Linked DNA regions of Mus musculus: all the other regions are linked to region 1. The links are chromatin contacts, called in public HiChIP or PLAC-seq maps. All regions are on one chromosome and are shown on one strand. The core of a region is the stretch at or near the end of the contact, and the rest is flanking DNA. Distances in the headings are between cores, read along the strand shown. Region 1 holds the start of Ap1m2 (adaptor protein complex AP-1, mu 2 subunit). Region 2 overlaps Pde4a (phosphodiesterase 4A, cAMP specific). Region 3 overlaps Ilf3 (interleukin enhancer binding factor 3).

Region 1 (3,450 bases), core at 323-2,822:
CCACTCTAGCACCCGCACACACGGGAACAGGACAGAACAGATTCTCACATACGCAGAGCAAATGAATAAGTGTAATTTAAAAACTATGAAGAGCTGGCTCAGCGGTTAAGAGTGCAGACTGCTCTTCCAAAGGTCCTGAGTTCAAATCCCAGCAACCACATGGTGGCTCACAACCATCCGTAATGAAATCTGATGCCATCTTCTGGAGTGTTTGAAGATAGCCACAGTGTACTTACATATAATAAATAAATAAATAAATAAATAAATATTTAAAAGATGTAATTTAGTGCCAGTGTGCTGGCTTAGCTTGGGTTCCACCCCACCTACCCCCCCCCCCCGCCCACACACACACAGAGGAGGAAGAGGAGGAAGAGGAGGAAGAGGAGGAAGAGGAGGAAGAGGAGGAAGAGGAGGAAGAATCTTTGCTGAGGAGTTTCAGTGCCTGTCACCTCTCAGCCTTGAGGCAGGTGTCTTTGTCTCCACTTTCCAGGCTGAAGGAGTTGAGGTTTTAAACTATGTCCACAAAAAGCAGAGAAGTGGAGCTGAACCTCCCTTCCTAAGCTGTTCTTGTTCAAGGTTATTCTATTTCTTTGTTTTGTCTTGCTATTGTAGCCCAGGCTGGCCTTGCCCTCCTGAGCTCAGGTCATCCCTCTGACTCGGCTTCCAGAGTAGCTAGGATGACAGGTGCATGGTAGGACACCTGACCCCCTTGTCGTTATTGCTAGCTTCTTTTCACAGGCACTATTATTTTCTGTGTGCATAGTGTGTGAGGGAGCATGCTGATGCCTGGTGTGTGTGTGTGTGTGTGTGTGTGTGTGTGTGTCTGTATGTGTGTGTGTCTGTGTGGTGTCTGTGTGTGTGTGGTCTCCATTCCCTTTCACTTGGGTTTGAGACTTAAACTCAGGTCGCCAGGCTTAGGCAGCCGGTGCCTGGGCTTGTTGAGCCTGTTTTGTTTTTGAGACAGTGAGGGTGTCACTCACACATAGCTCAGGCCCGATTCAAACTCCCTTGATTTCCTGATCCTTCTGCCTCCACCTTCCAAGTGCTGGAATTATGGCTGCTTATGCAGTGCGCTGGGACCATTACCTAGGTCTGTGTGCTAGGCCAGCCAGCTGCCCACTGAGGCACATGACCAGGCTGTCATTGCATTACAGGGCTCTTGTTTTCATCTCTACCGCTCTGATCGACACTGGAGAAGCTTGCTAGGATAGCCAGAGAGTTACACTTGGCGCATTTTTGAGCCCCAGGGTTGCAGAAGGACTGTGCTCACTGGTTCAGGGCGCTCAGATGGTGGGCATCTCATTTTACAAACACGGAAAATGACTCTAAGAGAGGTGAAGCCCCTTGCCACAGACGGCTGGAGAGGACGGGTTCCCGGCTCCTGGTCCTGAGCCCTAGGCCCGCGGACTCGCCCGGAGTACCTCGATCCCTCGCCCTCTGCCTCACCTTGCCCTTGACGTCCAGAATGAAGACTGCCGAGGCCGACATGGTGGCAGTCCGTGAAGCTAGGAGGCGAGAGCGAGCTGCAGAGGCGGCAGCGCTGCGGCTTCCTTCTTCCTGCGGAAGCGCCTTCGCCCAGGTGAGCCGCCAGGTGAGCGCGTCTTAAAGGGGAGGCCGCCAGGTGAATGCGTCTTAAAGGGGAGGCCGCCAGGTGAGAGGCACGGTCGGCGGCAAATGCCAAGGCTGGTCCAGGAGCCGCGACTGCTGTCCTGTCTCAAGTTCTCCATCGATCCTCGCATCCGCCTACCCATGTATCCATTCACGCTCCGCTTCCACTCACCCACCCACCCACACATCCATCCATCACCCCCTTCCACATACGTATACACATTCACATCTACATTAACCCACCCATACATACACGTATCCACCCAATCAAGCATCCATCCACCCACCAGGGCATCAGCCTGTTCGTGTGTCTATGTAACTTGTTCTCTCACCCACACATACCAGTTTCAACAGGACTTGGCCCTTTTTCTATGTGTGACCCGGTGCCCACCACTAGATGTTCAGTAGTGTTAATCCTTCTCACACTAAACATTTTAATTGTTTCGTTGTTTCTGTTGTTATTATTAGTATTGCTGTTGCTGCTAGTTGTATATATTTTTTTCAAAACAGAGTTCTCTGTGTAGCCATAGCTGGCCTCGAGTCCACCTGCGTCTTCCTCTCGAGTGCTGGGATTAAAGGCGCCACCATGCTTCGCTCGTGTTGTTTATTTGTTTTGTGTTATTAATTCTAGAAGAAGCCGGGCGGTGGCGCACGCCTTTAATCCCAGCACTCGGGAGGCAGAGGCAGGCGAATTTCTGAGTTCGAGGCCAGCCTGGTCTACAGAGTGAGTTCCAGGACAGCCAGGGCTATACAGAGAAACCCTGTCTCGAAAAACCATAAAAAAAAAAAAAAAAAAAAAAAATCTAGAAGAAAGGTTGAGATAGCCCGGATGGCCTGGAGCTCATTGTGTGGTCCAGACTGGCCTCAGCCTTACAAGTTCTGTGATTAGTCACGAACCAACATGTCTGACTTTGTTTTCCGTTTTCTAATTTCATTCTTTTTTTTTTAATATCCCAGGCTACCCTTAAACTCAAGATCATTCTGCTTCCCCATTGCTGGGATACCGTTTTGCGGAAGGTGATGGGGAAAAAAACCCACTCTAAACCTTAGCCTAGCCATCTACATGACGCTCCGCTGTGGAAGAAACGTTTCCTGTGCAGCCGCCAGGGGGCGACAAAGCCCGTTTGGGCATCGGTGCGGGCTCTGACCTTTAACAGGCCGGGAGTCCAGATGCAGCTATGAGGATCTCCCAAGGCAATTGTCCTAAAGCAGAGGGCCTGTGTGAAGAGCTTATCAGCCACCACCTGGGAGGAAGCAGAGCACAGACAGTCTCAGGGCCACACAGCCGGGTTATCAGGCCACAATTCTCTTATTCTGGTTGTTTTGACAGTCCTAGGGGGTGGAACGCCCACCTTTGCTGGTGACAGGCAAGCCCTGTGCCCCTGATTACATTCCCAGCCCTTAATGTTTTTGTCTGGGGCCTCATGTATAGCACAGGCTAACCTTAAATTCCCCCTTTTTTCTCTTTTTTTTCCTTTTAAATCTTTTTAAAGATTCATTTATTTATTATATGTAAGTACACTGTAGCTGTCTTCAGACAATCCAGAAGAGGGAGTCAGATCTTTTTACAGATGGTTGTGAGCCACCATGTGGTTGCTGGGATTTAAACTCCGAACCTTCGGAAGAGCAGTCGGGTGCTCTTACCCACTGAGCCATCTCACCAGCCCTCTTTTTTTCTTTTTTTTCAAGACAGGGTTTCTCTGTATAGCCCTGGCTGTCCTAGAACTCACTTTGTAGACCAGGCTGGACTGGAACTCAGAAATCTGCCTGCCTCTGCCTCCCAAGTGCTGGGATTAAAGGCTTGTGCCACCACCGCCCAGCTTTTTTATTTTTCACCTTAAA
Region 2 (3,450 bases), core at 546-3,045, 110 kb before region 1:
ACATAAAATAAATATATGTTGGGTTTTTTGGTTTTTTTTTTTTTTTTTTTTAAGTTTAAGGCAAGCCAGGTGGTGGTGGCACACGTCTTTAATCCCAGCACTTTCGAGGCAGAGGCAGGCGGATTTCTGGGTTCCAGGCCAGCCTGGTCTACAAAGACAGGGCTACATAGAGAAACCCTGTCTCAAAAAAAAAAAAAATGTCCATGCATTTGAACTTTATGCAATTTGTGAACAGTAATGAGGCTCAGAGTCCTAGGAAGTAGCTTTCCTGTCCCTGAACCATGCAAGCTCCTGACTTCTTACCCTGTCACTGCCAGGAACTGGAGAACTTGAGCAAATGGGGCCTGAACATCTTTTGTGTGTCGGAGTACGCTGGAGGCCGTTCACTCAGCTGTATCATGTATACGATATTCCAGGTGATGTCGAACAGGGAGCTGGCTGGGATCCAAGGGGCTGGGACGGGGCATTGGGGGTCAGCAGGAGTCACTGCTCTGCTCTGGCTCCCAGGAGCGGGACTTACTGAAGAAATTCCACATCCCCGTGGACACCATGATGACATACATGCTGACGCTGGAGGACCACTACCACGCTGACGTGGCCTACCACAACAGCCTGCACGCAGCCGATGTGCTACAGTCCACACATGTGCTGCTGGCCACGCCTGCACTGGATGTGAGTGCCCGCCTCCTCCTGTCTGTCCCTTCATCTCCTCTAGCCCATTTCTCTAATCCTATCTTCTCTTGTTTTTGGGGGGTGCTGTTGCCTATGTGTGGAGGTCAGAGAACAACTTTTGGAACGGAGTTTTCTGCCTTTTTACTATGTAAATCCAGGAACCAGACTCAGTCATGTTTACCTGAGTAGCAAGTTCTTTTACCCAGTGAGCAGTCTTGCTAGTGTCTGTTTTGTTTTACTGGCCTGTGTGTGTGTGTGTGTGTGTGTGTAAGGGGGCACACGGGGCATGTGTGGAGGTCGGAGAACACTCCTTTGTGTCTTACCGTCCCTTTACCTTGTTCCAAGTCAGGATGTCACTTGTTGCCACACATCCCCAGACCAGGCTGGTGTACAGCTCTCATAGAGATCCGCCTGCCTCTGCCTCCTGAATGCTGAGATTAACACCTTCATTTTTGAAACAGGGTCAACCACTGAGTAGGGGAGATTGGCCAGGGGCCCCAGGGACGCAGCCCTCTCTCAAAGCTGAAATTGCAAGATCAGCCCACAGGCCTGGCTTTTTAATGTGGGGTGTGGGTTTGAAGCTCAGGTCGTCATGCTTGCGTAGCCAGCACTTTACTGGTTCAGCGATCATCTGCCCAGACACTACATCTATCTTTCTCTTCCTCTTCTTTCTGGAGTCCCATCTTCCTCATCTCTGTCTGGGCTGTCCCTTTTGTGTGTCCCCTCTGTGTCAGACTCTGCCTCTCTCTCACTTCTTCTCCCTGCCCCCAGGCCGTGTTCACAGACCTGGAGATTCTTGCTGCTCTCTTCGCTGCTGCCATCCATGACGTGGACCACCCTGGCGTCTCCAACCAGTTCCTAATCAACACCAGTGAGTGGCTTTTCAGGGCGGAGACAGTTAGGCTCAGGGCGTGGCCATTTGGCCTAGAAGCAACATCTGGTTGAATGGAGGTGGGAATAGCCCCTCACGTTGGGATGAAAGTATGGAGGTGGTCTAGCTGGAACCGGGGCTGGTCAGGATGAAGGTGGAGCCTGTGTTGTAGAGATTAGACCACCTGGGCTAGGGGAGGAGCTGGCAAGGCTAGCTTTGGGGCTTAATATATTGATGGGAAACAACCTGCCTGTGAACCTGGTTTATGGGGCGTGAAATTAAACCAACTGAGCTAGGGGTGGAGCCAGCCAGGTGGGGGCGGGGCTTGTGAGGATGGGATGGGCCCGCTAGGCTAAGGGTGAGGACGGCCAGAGGAGGATTGGAGCAGGAACAGTCTAGGCGCCTGATGCTTGGTTTATTTGGTGAAGCACCGATGTGGCAGAGGAGGGGGCTGGGACTAGTCAGTCTGAAAATGAAGCCAACTGGAGACTGGGCGCGCACGGGGCGGGGCTTGGTACCCAGGTGGTACCACGTGGTACTCTGCAGATTCGGAGCTGGCATTGATGTACAACGATGAGTCTGTGCTTGAGAACCACCACCTGGCTGTGGGATTCAAGCTGCTGCAAGAAGAGAACTGCGACATCTTCCAGAACCTCAGCAAGCGCCAGCGGCAGAGCCTGCGCAAGATGGTCATCGACATGGTGGGCGGGGCCAGCGCTGTGGGTGGGGCTTGGTGGCGGGGCGGGCCTTAAGAACCCTGCAGTTTGGCAAAGGAAAATAAATCTAGGGCCAGGGTAGGTAACAGAGTGGATGTCAGGGGGAGGGTGGGCAAGCTTTCTTCCCTGACTTGACATATCTTGCTTTTAGGTGCTGGCCACAGACATGTCCAAGCACATGACCCTTCTGGCTGACCTGAAGACTATGGTAGAGACGAAGAAAGTGACCAGCTCTGGAGTTCTCTTGCTGGACAACTACTCTGACCGTATCCAGGTGCCCCAGATGCCCTCTTCCTCGTTCGTGATTGCCTCTCCCATCTTCCCTTTCCAACACATGCCCCTCCTTCCTCTGTCAATTCCCATATGTCTCTTTCTCAACCTCTTCCGTCTCTCTCCAACCCTCTCCCCTGACGTACCCCACTCAGCTTCTCTCACCACACACCCATCTTGCCCCAGCTGTCTCTCACCTCTCTCCATTTCCCTCACACTTCTTGCCTCAGCTTTCTCCTTCACTCCAATTCACCTGCCCAGCACACACATACACAGACACGCATACACACACATGCATTTGTGCATTAGCGCGCGCGCACATACACACACACACACACACATACACATTCAGGCATACAAGCACATGGAGTTAAGAAAACCTTAGGCCTAGTGAGCACCCTTAATCCCAGCATTCCAAAAGTAGAGACTGGAGGATGGCCACAAGTCCAAAACCAGCTGGGACTCTATTTGGAAACCCCTTTTAAAAAGTCAAATAAAGCCACTAGAAACTAAATCTGAGTGTGCTGTTGCATCCCTGTGTCCCCAGCACTTAGAAGATGGGGGCAGGATCAGAGTTTGAGGTCATCCGCAGCTACATAGCAAGTTCAAGGCCAACCTAAGCTACAGGGGACCCTGTCTCATAAAAAAGACAGGGAGACAGAGAGAGAAGACAGCCAGAGGCCCACAGACTGGGATTCTGCCTGGCCTCTGAAGGCCCCTCCCTGTATTCACCAGGTCCTCAGGAACATGGTGCACTGTGCAGACCTCAGCAATCCCACCAAGCCCCTGGAGCTGTACCGACAATGGACTGATCGCATCATGGCTGAGTTCTTCCAGCAGGGTGACCGAGAACGGGAACGCGGAATGGAGATTAGCCCCATGTGTGACAAGCACACAGCCTCTGTGGAGAAGTCTCAGGTA
Region 3 (3,450 bases), core at 316-2,815, 72 kb after region 1:
TTTGTTTGAATTTTGAGACAGGATCTCACTCTGTAGCTCTGGCTGGCCTGGACCCTGCTTTGTAGGCAAGCTGACCTGAAATTCAGAAAGATCCATCTGCTTTTGCCTCCTGCATGCTGGGTTAAAGGTGTCTCTTTCTTTTTTTAAAGTTTTGTTTTGGAATTTGTGTGTGTGTGTGTGTGTGTGCAAGCACCTGTAGAGTCCATAGAAGGACAGTGAGTGTATCCCCTGGACCTGGAGGTAGAGAAGGGGTGAACTGCCTAATGTGGGTGCTGGACACTGAACTGGAACTTCTTTTTGTTTTGTTTTGTTTTTTGAGATAGAGTTTTTGTACATAATTCTGGCTGTCTGCTATATATATTATACTGGCCTCAAATGCACAGAGATCTGTCTGTCTAAATGCACAGAGATCTGTCTGTCTCTGCCTCCTGAGTGCTAAGATTAAAGGCATACTCCATTATACCTTGCTAACTTGGATCATTATCACATCTTTTTTTGGGGGGAGGGGTTTAAAGATTTATTTGTTATTATATGTAAGTACACTGTAGTTGTCTTCAGACACACCAGAAGAGGGCATCAGATCTCATTATGGATGGTTATGAGCCACCATGTGGTTGCTGGGATTTGAACTCAGGCCCTCTGGAAGAGCAGTCAGTGCTCTTAACCGCTGAGCCATCTCTCCAGTCACCCTTTTTTTGGGTTTTTTGAAACAGGGTTTCTCAGTGTAGCCCTGGCTGTCCTGGAACTCACTCTGAAGGCCAGGCTGGCCTGGAACTCAGAAATCCACCTGCCTCTATCTTCCCAGTGCTGGGATTAAAGGCGTGCACCACCACGCCCATTATCACATCTTCTAAGCAGTACATTTTTTTAAAGTATTTTTTACTTGTGTGTGTGTGTGTGTGTGTGTGTGTGTGTGTGTGCGTGCGCGCGCGCGCGCGCGTATGGGAGTACTATTGTCTGTGTCTGGAGTTACAGGAAGGTGTAGTGTAAGCTAGTTAAATGGGTACTGGTAGTTGAACTCCAGTCCTCTACAAGAGCAGCAAGAGCCCTTAACCACAAAGCTGCCTTTCTAGCTCTCAAGTATTGGCTTTTGGGATAAATTTTCCCTTAAGCTAGGCTGGCCTCAAATATGTCCTTAATCCTGATCTTGTCTCTATCTTCCAAGTGCTGACGTTGGAGCTGTGCATGGACATCCTTTTGCAACACAGTCTTGTATAGTTGACACCCACTTGAGTTCCAGTCTCTTCCTTTTAACATGGGAAGAACCTGCATCTTCTGGTGACAGTAACACTGTTAGGAGCAGGACATACAAAGGGTCAGAGGGACTTGAGCTTTGTGACTTACATAGGTTGACCTGCTTAGCTTTTAAGATGTTGTGCAGGGCCCTTCTGTGCTGTAGGAATAAGGAGGAAGCCCATAGAAAGTTGAAAGGCAGACAGGTCACTGGGCTGTGGCTGACTTCCCATATGTGCCTGCTTAAGGAGCAGTTACAGCCTAGGCTTAGTCTCTGACCTCTTATCATCCTACACATCTGCACTCTCTCCTTGCCCCACTTTTGGCCCCTGAAGCCTTTCTCCTCTTTCCTGAGCCACCTCTGCAGCACTCTGCAACTACCATGCTGTGCTGTTAGTAGTGTTGATTGCTAGGCAGTTCTGAAGCTCTTTAGGAGAGTCTCTGGCCAGTCTTGGCACTTTGTCCTTGAAGTTTATACCTTTTGAGGGTTGTACCTATATTCTGTCTTGTAACTAGTGTGGCTGAAAGGCCTCACTGGTGTGATGGAGCAGATTGGTGCTGTGGAGGGGCTTAGCCGTTGACTGGTGGACACTTGCAGCCTGGTCAGGCTATTGGTAGGGCACAAGAGTAGGGTAGATTGTAGTTTGCATGTTGCTTACAGAATTGTGTAACTGCTTTTGCCTTGTACATTTGGATGTCTTTTCTAAATGTTCATTTGTCTCTTATGTACATTCATTTTTATGGCGTAGAGGGGGGTACAGATGCCATAACACACCTAAGGAAGTTCAGATGACAGCTTGCAGGAGGAGTTGGTTTTTGCACCCTTATCCCTGAGCCATTCTGCTGGTAGCTCCTTCCAGAAGTGTTTTTTTTTTTAGTTTTTTAACAGTTTGTCCATATACATAATATATTTTGATTATTCTTACTCCCTCTTCACTCTGTCACATTCCTACTGAGTCCTTTATAACAAGTCCCTTCTTGCCTCAGGGTTTTTGTTGTTGTTTTATTTGTTTTGTTGCTGTTTTATAGCCCATTGCCTTTAATTAAGGTTGCTTATAAAAGTATGTTTGTATGGTAGTGGTGGGATTGTTCCATACTCTGGTGCAAGGGCAACTTAACAATGGTTGCAACACTGAAGAAAATGACTCCCTTTTCCTCAGCAACTACCAAAAGGGTCTCAGCTAGGGTGGGGCCTCATAAGCCACTCCTCCATCTATGTTAAAATGACATATCCCAAGCAGTGTTGTTCTCGTGCAGGTAGTCCCAGCTACCTTGAGGTTCTGAGTGCAGTGGCCAGGTCATGTCAGAAAGACATACTTTCAGTGTTCCTACCACATCCTACTCCTCTTAGCATCCTATCTGCCCACTCTTCTGTGCTGTTTCCTAGACCTTGGAGCCAGTGACTAGATGTCCCATTTAGAGCCATTCACTTAGTAATCACTTATTTTCAGCACTTGGACTGGTTATGAGTCTGCATTAACCCAAGCCCACTGCAAACAAGCTTCTCTGCCCAAGGTTGAGAGTACTCACCACTTTTCCTTGTGACCTCCTAATTTTTTCTGCAGTGTCCTCAAGGGTCAGAGCTCCTACCTTTTTTCCTTCTCGCAACATATTGTGATATTTTGGTTGATATTTTGGTTTATGTGTGTTTGATTTCTTTTTTGTATGTGGTGTGTATGCATGTGTGTGTGTCCTGCTCTATCACTCACCTTAGTCCTTACACAGGCAGTCTCAAGGAAGCTGGAGCTAGGGAGCGAGCAGAAAGCTTTAGCCAGCCATCCTCTTGTCTCTAACCTACTCAGTGCTGGGGTTACAGACTTTCCGTTATGAGTGTTGGGGGGTCACCTGCTGGTGTTCATGTTTGATTAGCAAGTGTTCTTAAATATTAATCTATCTCCTGCCCTGTTTATGTATTAAAATAGGGTTATAGCCTAGGCTGGCCTTAACTTTCGTTTTCTGAGTGCAGGGAATACTATCATGCCTAATAAGCACAGTTTGTTTTTCTTTTTGCCTGCCTGCCTGCCTGCCTGCCTTTCTCTGTTTCTCTACAGCCCTGGCTTTCCTGGAACTTGCTTTGTAGACCATCCTGGCCTTCAGACTCAGAGATTCCTCATGTCTCTGCCTTCTAAGTACTGGGATTAAAGATGTATACCACCAAGTTCCACAGTTTTCATCATTTCTTTTTCCTTTTCTTTCCCTCCCTTTCTTCCTTTCACA

What was found. HiChIP or PLAC-seq counts read pairs in DNA pulled down with a chosen protein or histone mark.
Region 2: an H3K27ac HiChIP or PLAC-seq map of embryonic stem cells shows a contact between it and region 1, with 5 read pairs. The contact joins the enhancer-like site here to the promoter of Ap1m2 in region 1. A contact is called at or near these places in 6 of 39 promoter capture datasets (the C10 cell line, HPC-7-derived erythroid cells, cranial neural crest and 3 more), 4 of 115 datasets of contacts at active chromatin or transcription factors (bone marrow-derived macrophages, embryonic stem cells, intestinal villus epithelium and 1 more) and 3 of 9 other capture datasets (adipose tissue, liver and pancreatic islet).
Region 3: an H3K27ac HiChIP or PLAC-seq map of double positive thymocytes shows a contact between it and region 1, with 5 read pairs. The contact joins the enhancer-like site here to the promoter of Ap1m2 in region 1. A contact is called at or near these places in 7 of 39 promoter capture datasets (the C10 cell line, the HPC-7 cell line, cranial neural crest and 4 more), 1 of 15 datasets of contacts at CTCF or cohesin (large pre-B cells), 4 of 484 Hi-C or Micro-C datasets (bone marrow-derived macrophages, embryonic fibroblasts, female germline stem cell-derived STRA8 germ cells and 1 more), 7 of 115 datasets of contacts at active chromatin or transcription factors (the SCID.adh cell line, acute myeloid leukemia, bone marrow-derived macrophages and 2 more) and 3 of 9 other capture datasets (adipose tissue, liver and pancreatic islet).

Annotation. Positions count from the first base shown.
Region 1 is chr9:21,310,761-21,314,210 of GRCm38.p6, forward strand. Ap1m2 (adaptor protein complex AP-1, mu 2 subunit) reads right to left here and starts at 1,573. Exons shown (of 11, transcript NM_009678.2): 1 at 1,447-1,573. The coding sequence starts at 1,488.
Region 2 is chr9:21,202,881-21,206,330 of GRCm38.p6, forward strand. It overlaps Pde4a (phosphodiesterase 4A, cAMP specific), which reads left to right. Exons shown (of 15, transcript NM_183408.3): 9 at 318-416; 10 at 508-672; 11 at 1,444-1,543; 12 at 2,090-2,244; 13 at 2,411-2,533; 14 at 3,265-3,447. Among named protein-coding and RNA genes, the nearest start is that of Keap1, 35 kb to the right of the region's middle. Within about 2 kb of position 1,796, at least 73 of the 459 cell types and tissues checked have an H3K27ac peak or open chromatin away from gene starts, as enhancers often do. A contact at or near this core is called in embryonic stem cells and pro-B cells, where this site is marked.
Region 3 is chr9:21,382,701-21,386,150 of GRCm38.p6, forward strand. All of the region lies in intron 1 of Ilf3 (interleukin enhancer binding factor 3), which reads left to right. Among named protein-coding and RNA genes, the nearest start is that of Gm36198, 14 kb to the left of the region's middle. Within about 2 kb of position 1,566, at least 7 of the 459 cell types and tissues checked have an H3K27ac peak or open chromatin away from gene starts, as enhancers often do. A contact at or near this core is called in the HPC-7 cell line and double positive thymocytes, where this site is marked.